Linked DNA regions of Sus scrofa: region 2 is linked to region 1. Evidence: chromatin contacts called from public HiChIP or PLAC-seq data. All regions are on one chromosome and are shown on one strand. Each heading gives the region's core, a stretch centred on a gene start, on an enhancer-like site or on the middle of the called end of the contact. The rest is flanking DNA. Distances are from core to core; before and after follow the strand shown.

What was found. HiChIP or PLAC-seq counts read pairs in DNA pulled down with a chosen protein or histone mark.
Region 2: an H3K27ac HiChIP or PLAC-seq map of skeletal muscle shows a contact between it and region 1. The contact joins two enhancer-like sites. A contact is called at or near these places in 2 of 2 datasets of contacts at active chromatin or transcription factors (alveolar macrophages and skeletal muscle).

Annotation. Positions count from the first base shown.
Region 1 is chr4:10,933,920-10,937,439 of Sscrofa11.1, forward strand. No RefSeq gene overlaps it. Among named protein-coding and RNA genes, the nearest start is that of FAM49B, 460 kb to the left of the region's middle. Within about 2 kb of position 1,637, at least 11 of the 83 cell types and tissues checked have an H3K27ac peak or open chromatin away from gene starts, as enhancers often do. A contact at or near this core is called in alveolar macrophages and skeletal muscle, where this site is marked.
Region 2 is chr4:11,089,892-11,093,411 of Sscrofa11.1, forward strand. No RefSeq gene overlaps it. Among named protein-coding and RNA genes, the nearest start is that of FAM49B, 620 kb to the left of the region's middle. Within about 2 kb of position 1,615, at least 5 of the 83 cell types and tissues checked have an H3K27ac peak or open chromatin away from gene starts, as enhancers often do. A contact at or near this core is called in alveolar macrophages and skeletal muscle, where this site is marked.

The DNA.
Region 1 (3,520 bases), core at 387-2,886:
ACTTTTCAAAGACGGGGGAGTGCTGTCAGGTCAAAGTGTGATATGACCCAAGCTTTGAAGAGCGAGTAAAGATGCTCCAGGTGATGGGCTTGGAAGGTCCTGATGCAGCTAGGAGGTATCATGGCTATTTATCCAAAACTGGGTTCATTGGACTTGGAAGGTCCTGATGCAACTAGGAGGTACCATGGCTATTTATCCAAAACTAGGTTCATTGAAAACGAAGTTGGGGAGTACCAAGAATTATTTCTCAGTATTCCATATTTACACATATAGAAAATGGGTATGCTCTGGCAAGTGTCTGATCATTTGTGGTGCAGTCTGTCTCCATACCCCTCACCTGCCCCCATTCCTGGGACAGAGGGCTCCCTGGAGGTGGCTATTTCCAACAATCATGGTTGGATTTCAGGTTAATTTGGCTCCAGCTGAATTTCAATTTAATTATTCAGCAAAGATGAGCCCTGTTATTCCTCTGTTTTCGTTATTCTGATTATTCCTGCTAGAACTAGGCATGATCCTCTCCAAGAACCCTCAACCACGTTATGATTCTTTATGTAAATGCTCCTCTCCTGCTCTAAATGGCATCCAGCCCCATGTCTGACAGATCGCTTGTATAATAAATGATAAATGACTCACAAAGCTATACTTGAATGGAAACATGTAGCTACAATTTTCACCAATCATCAATAACTATGTTGAGAGTCTCGTGCACTTCAAATTAAAAACTTTATGGATGTATGGAGTTGCTTTTGTGGCTCAGCGGTTAACAAACCCAACTAAGATCCATGAGGATGTGGGTTCGATCCCTGGCCTTACTCAGTGGATTAAGGATCTGATGTTGCTGTGAGCTGTGGTGTAGGTCACAGACACGGCTTGGATCTGGCGTTGCTGTGGCCGTGGTGTAGGCCAGCAGCTGTAGCTCTGTTTTGACCCCTAGCCTGGGAACCTCCATATACCATGGATGCAGCCCTAAAAAAAGCAAACAAACAAAAAACTTGACATCATTATCTGGATAATGACTTGCAAGCCCCATGAGGGCAGTGTTGGTGACTGCCGCGGTCATCACTGCATCCTCAGTGCTTTGCTTAGCCCTGTACTCGCACATAGTAGGAACAGGGTGCATGTTTCTTTAATCTGTGTGCGTGAACTAAAACTGCAAATGCAATAAAGAGCTGTGAGATAGGTCTGAAAAGGATGTAATGTTGGTGCAATATTTAGTATCCTGGAGCACATTCTCGCTTCTGGAAAAGAGATTTCCTCTCCAGTTTAAATGTCCTGAATTGTATGTAGCCACATTGCCACCTTCATAGGCTGAGGGATTGCTGGACCATAAGCACAATTCCAAATGGAGAGACATTCCTGGCACCCGGAGGAACGCCTGCGAAAGTCAGAGAGACTTTCTCCAAATGGACCAGATTTATAGGGTGAGAAAGATGTGTGAATCTAGGCCAGAGGCCAAGGTTCCTCATTTAGTCTGTCATTGGCAAGGGAAGACCTTAACGAGATCTAAAAACAACTGGCTTCTGCATACCTGCCCTTGAAGGACACTTAGCCCAGAAACCTCCGTACACAGCCTTTCTGCTACACTACCCTGGGAGGGCATAGGCTAGTCCCTCGGTGTCCTAGAAGGAACACGTGCATTATTAGAGTGGCTTCAACTGCTTCTCCCTTTGGCTGTACAATGAGGAGGGTGGGGCCCTCTGATGTCCAACACAGCTGTGATGGAGTGTCCAGAGACTGAAACTCACATCCTAAGTGCAAGACTCAGCTCAGCCACTCTGCTTCCTGGCTGCGGTTTACTAGTGGGCAGTTCCATTCTGTATGGTCCAAGGGTATGGTTCCATTCCTCCTTCTGCCAGAAAGCAGGTCTTCCTTTGGACACTGCAATCGATCTAGAATGTGAACGCCCCGCTGCACTGTGAGCTCGCTGAGGGCAGGGGCTGCACTGTGTGTGCCCCGTACCCGTGGTGCAGGGTTCAGAGCAGATGCTCAGTGCAGGTTAGGGAAGGAATGAACTTCATCTCTGTTCTAGGCGCTCCGGTGGGTGTTGGTGACTGCCTGTCCAAGGATGTCCTCTAGATGGCAAACTCAGCTCAATTTTGAATGGGAGTCAGAGCCTCTGGCTGGGCGATGCCCTGGCAGGGAATAGTTTGTTGGAAATCCAGTTTCATCCAGTGCACATGGAATCTTCAGAAGGTTGGGAGACTTCTGGAATGCCAGCCGGTCAGGATGAATCTCTTCTTTTCCAGGGAGACGATGGGTGTGGGTTTGTCATCTCCCGGCTCCCACCAGTGTTTTCTGATCAAGGGAAATGGTACTTCAGAGGAGGGGAAGGTGGGGATGAAGCCAGCCTTTCTTCATAGGCACTGTTGAGTGACTTCATGTGTATTTTCTCATCTAATTCTCACAATGATCCTACAGTCTGCGTAGTGAGTGTTATTATTTCCCCTTTATAAATGATGACGCAGAGACCCGGAGACGTTAAATCATCTTATCAAAGTAGCGTAGCTTTTTTAGAAGCCCAGGGTTGCTAAGTTATGTCATGCCAATGTCTCGACCACTTTCCCCTCCCTGTTTAACTAGGGAAAGAAAAGATTGAAAAATCAAGGGTGAGGTGGCTTTCCCCTTGTGGCTTGGTGGGTGAAGGGCCTGATGTTGTTTCTATGAAGATACCGGTTTGAGTCCTGGCCTCGCTCGGTAGATTAAGGATCTGGCATTGCTGTGGCTGTGGTGTAGGTTCACGGATGCGACTCAGATTCAACCCCTGGCCCAGGAACTTCCATATGCCACAGCCGGAGCCATAAAAAACAGAGATGTGATAGCTTTAATTAAGTATGCAGATGTAGGGGGAGACGGTAAGAATCCTCAGCTCTAGGCAGTGATGCCTACTCTAGCCTAAGAAAATGACCAGTATCTCAGGTCCTGGCAAGACAGGGCTTTATATGTCTGTGGAATTCTGTCACAGCTTCCAGGGAGCCTTTATTAAAGAGCTGCAGAAGTTTTAGTTGCTTCTGCCTTCAAGAATTCTTGTCTGAAACGAGGCTAGTTTTCTCCCCAAACAGATGTCTAATTCTCTCTCTCTCTCTCCTACTCTGGCATTGGATGGTGCTTTTGGGAGAAAGGTGAATGGGAAAATTCATCACTCGTTTATATCACAGATACGATTGAACTCCCATTATGGTTTGAACCATGTTTTGTTAGGCATAATAATCCTTACAAAGTTGAAGCATATGGAAGCCTTGCCTTCGTCAAAGGAGACATTAAGATATGAGAAAAAAAAATTAGAATTTGAGGTAGAAAATACCCAGGGTCTTGGTCATATTTCTGAATTTGAGAGGAATTACATATTCTCAGGGGAATCTGGGAGGGCTTCATGGAGGTGGTGAGCTGGGGCCTTGAAGACTGTGTAGGCTAAGTGGGACTACTTGAAGGTCATGAAGAGAAGTAGTGGTATGTAAAAGCCAATAAATGTTAAAAACCAATATATTTAGATGGGGAACAATGAGTTTGAGTTCTGTAATTC
Region 2 (3,520 bases), core at 365-2,864, 160 kb after region 1:
TGTCATGGGGCTGGGAGACCCAGCAATAGTGCTCTCAGCAAAATGTGCTGAACTTGGGAGAATGGCAAGTGTGGACTCACGGTCGGTCACAAAGAGGTCATCGGATTTGGGAGGAATATACTATATATTTTAATCCCTTTAACGTGAATGAAAAGAGATTTGCTGTTTTACATTAACCACGGGGGATCATGGATCTGTCCTTCCTGGAAACGTCTTTGAACTCAAGTGCTTCTTGCCGACATTGACATTTGCTTTTGTGGGTATTTTAGAGCTTTGAAAATCAATGCATAGATGGTTAAATTGATCCTTCCTTTCAACTGCAAAATAGATCCTACCCTTCCATAAGCATATGATATCGTGGAAATCACTCAAGAACTTCTCTAGGATTCAGGCCTTGCTTCTATATCATAGGAATAGTAATAACTGCCTTGCAGAGCAGAATTAAATGCGGTGACTTCAGTAAAATACCAAGTCCAGTTCTTGAATATAGTAGGCCTCATATACAGGGCATTGCTATAAGTAGGCTTTGCTTATCAGGTAGGATCTAGTTCACAAAATTCTATTGCCAACCATAGGAGATAATTTTGCTATCCAGTAGTTTTCTTTTAATTCCGCTCCAAAGGAAAGAAGGAGGGAAGGTAGGAGGCAAGGAAAGAAGGGAGAAAGGGAAACAAAGAAGGTGTTAGATAACAATGAGAACAGGGAAAATATTTCAAAGTGTGTGAAAGGTCACATTTCTTTGCACAGACATCTGTTCTGCCCATCTCTTGGTCTCACAGGCCAGGCTGGCTGTGCTGTAGGGATCAGAGCTTCAGTGTTTATTTGTGCAGTCCTCAACGTTAGCTGGCAGCTGCTCCAGTGCAGGAATTTTATGGCAGGAAATATAAAGTGCTGTTGGATCCGGGTGCTTTACAGTCCCGGGTAGCATTGTTCTTTCTGAAGAAAAAAATATGAAAGAAAGAAAAAAAGGAAGAGGGTGACAATCAGCTAAGGACTATTAAGCTTCATGGCCTTGATCTTATCATATTGCATCTACTCTTACCAGTTCTTAATGACTACAATGTAATAACATCTTTAAAATTTATTGAGACAATTAGAAGCAAATAGTTCTTTTGACCCTCAGCTCTTTCAAAGTCGCATGATGCTACGAGAGAAAGTGGAGCCAGGAGGCAAAAGTCCTTTTCAAGGTGTTTGTAGTTTAATGTGCATTTTAGATTCCTGAGTGCCACGTGGAAAATGGAGTTAGATGGTAGGTCGAAGACACCAGAATTCTGGTCTCAGCTTTTCCTTTAATTTGTGAACGGTCTTGGTTTAAGGCTGTGGATTATCTGCCCTGACCTTAATATGCTTATATGCAAAATGGGAATGCATCCATCTCTAAAATCCTTTTTTTGGACCAAAAATAAAGAACTCTCTTGGGTGATTGAAAACAAATGCTTTGCTTTGGTTTGCTCCCTACACTCTTGACTTCATCCTTTATGGGACACTGCTGAGTCCACAGCACTGGCTAGATTGGTAGTGGACCATGTGACTTTTGCCCATGTCCAAGCCACAGCCTACAGGACAACAAAACTGAGCACCCAACTGAAAGCAGATCAGGAGGCCAGTGTCCTTGAGCCTGCATGAGTCAGTCCGAGCTGGGGAGTCTGTGACTAGGAAAATGACAGGCAGGGCTGACTCACTTGGAAGCTGAAGCCCAAAGCCTCAAGGTCAATTCAGGATCGAGACAGAGAGTGTAGTTCCTAAAACGCTGTTATGGCACAGCTGGCTGTATTGAGTGTCTCAGAGAGCAGGTAGGAAAAAGCCAGGAGAGATGCTATTACTGCAATTTTAGGAAAACCTTGAGACACATTCATGTATGAATGTTTGTGTGCGCGCGCGCACACACACACACACGCATTATTTCAGGGCCACTTAATTTAGGCATGAGGGCTCTGAAGTTATACTGCCTGAATTTAAATTCTAGCTCTGTGACCTTAGGTAAGTCATTTAACCTCTCTGGGCCTCAGTTTTCCCACAAGTGACATGGAATGGGAGCTAATAGTACCACTGATCCTGTGAGATCGTACATAAAGTTCTTAGCATAATTCCTGGACCATACTAATAGCTTGAAAATTCTGTGCCTGTTCTATTCATTATTTATTTTTATTTATTTATTAATTATTTATTTTCATCTATTATTGTTTAATTTATTTACATTTACATTTACCTCTACAATAAACCCCTTGTCCTTGAGGTAACACCAACAGGCCTTTCTTTCTTTGCAATTAATAAGTCTTGTGTTAACTGAGATAAACTCCTATTCTTTCAGTACAAAGAATTTTATGGCAGGGCATGCTGTCTGTCTGTCTCTCTACTCCTCCAGCTTTGAAAAATGTTATTTCCTCTGTCAAAAGAAATGATCCTTATACTTCAAAGCTGATCTTTCCTTCTCCATGAGACTTTCATTGATTACCGTTTTCATTGATTTTCATCTCTGCTGAATTTTGTCTGCATCCACATAAGACTTTCTAGAGTCATATCTGAGAGCTCTTCCAACCACCATAGCACGTAATTGATGCTCTTTGGATTGTGGTGGTCATAATAGTTCATGCTTAAATCCACTCTCCCCCAACAAAGTATAAGCTTTTTGAGGGTCAGGGCTGTGCTTCTTATTTATTTATTTCCCAAAGTGTCTAATATAATCCTGGAATTACCAAAGGAATTTAATAAATTGATATTATTGGAAAAACTTGGGTAAACCATGACAATTTCCTCGATAAAGCGGTTCTTCCATTCCTGACGTCACCTTTGGCGAGCTCATCCAGCAATTTCACAGTAGTTATTTAATAGTGGAAGACTTGAAAGTAAACAAGTTTAAAGAAACCCAAGTGCATCTGGTTCTCCTATTAGATGTGCAGTTAATGACCTGCTCCAGGTTGGGCAAATCATGTCTCCTTTCTGAACCTGTTTGAACAGGGACTAATTGAAGCTGATAAATGTTTTGACCTCTACTTTTTCTGCCATATTGGCCCCACAGTCCGTGAAAGACTATGACTGATTTCCTAGGATTCGTTCTCTTGTAAAACGCTTTCACAGGTTTTCTTTGTGCATAGAACTTTAGAGCAGTCCCAGAGGCAATGTAAATATGATGGTTAAATTGAGGGCTTTTGAGTCTCAGACCTGGGTTTGAAGTCCAGCTCTGCTTACCTACTAGCTGATTTTCAGCAAGTGACTGAACTTCTTTGATTCTCAGGAATAAAACTACCTGTGATCATTGGTATGAGGAACAGAGACAATGATATAATTAAGCACAAGCACTTAGAATATCATGGTAAAAGACAGAGCTTGGACCAAAACCTGAACTTCTCTCTCACACCCACATGGCTGAGCATCAGCCATCCCTCACTGGCCACTGTGTTTTAGGGAAGATTTTGCTTTCTACCTGGTTGTATTGGTGAAGGGTAGACAAAGCTGCTCCTTAAAAACTTTGCTTGTTGAACGTGGGGACTAAGAGATGCTGGGGAGGCAATAGTTGGGG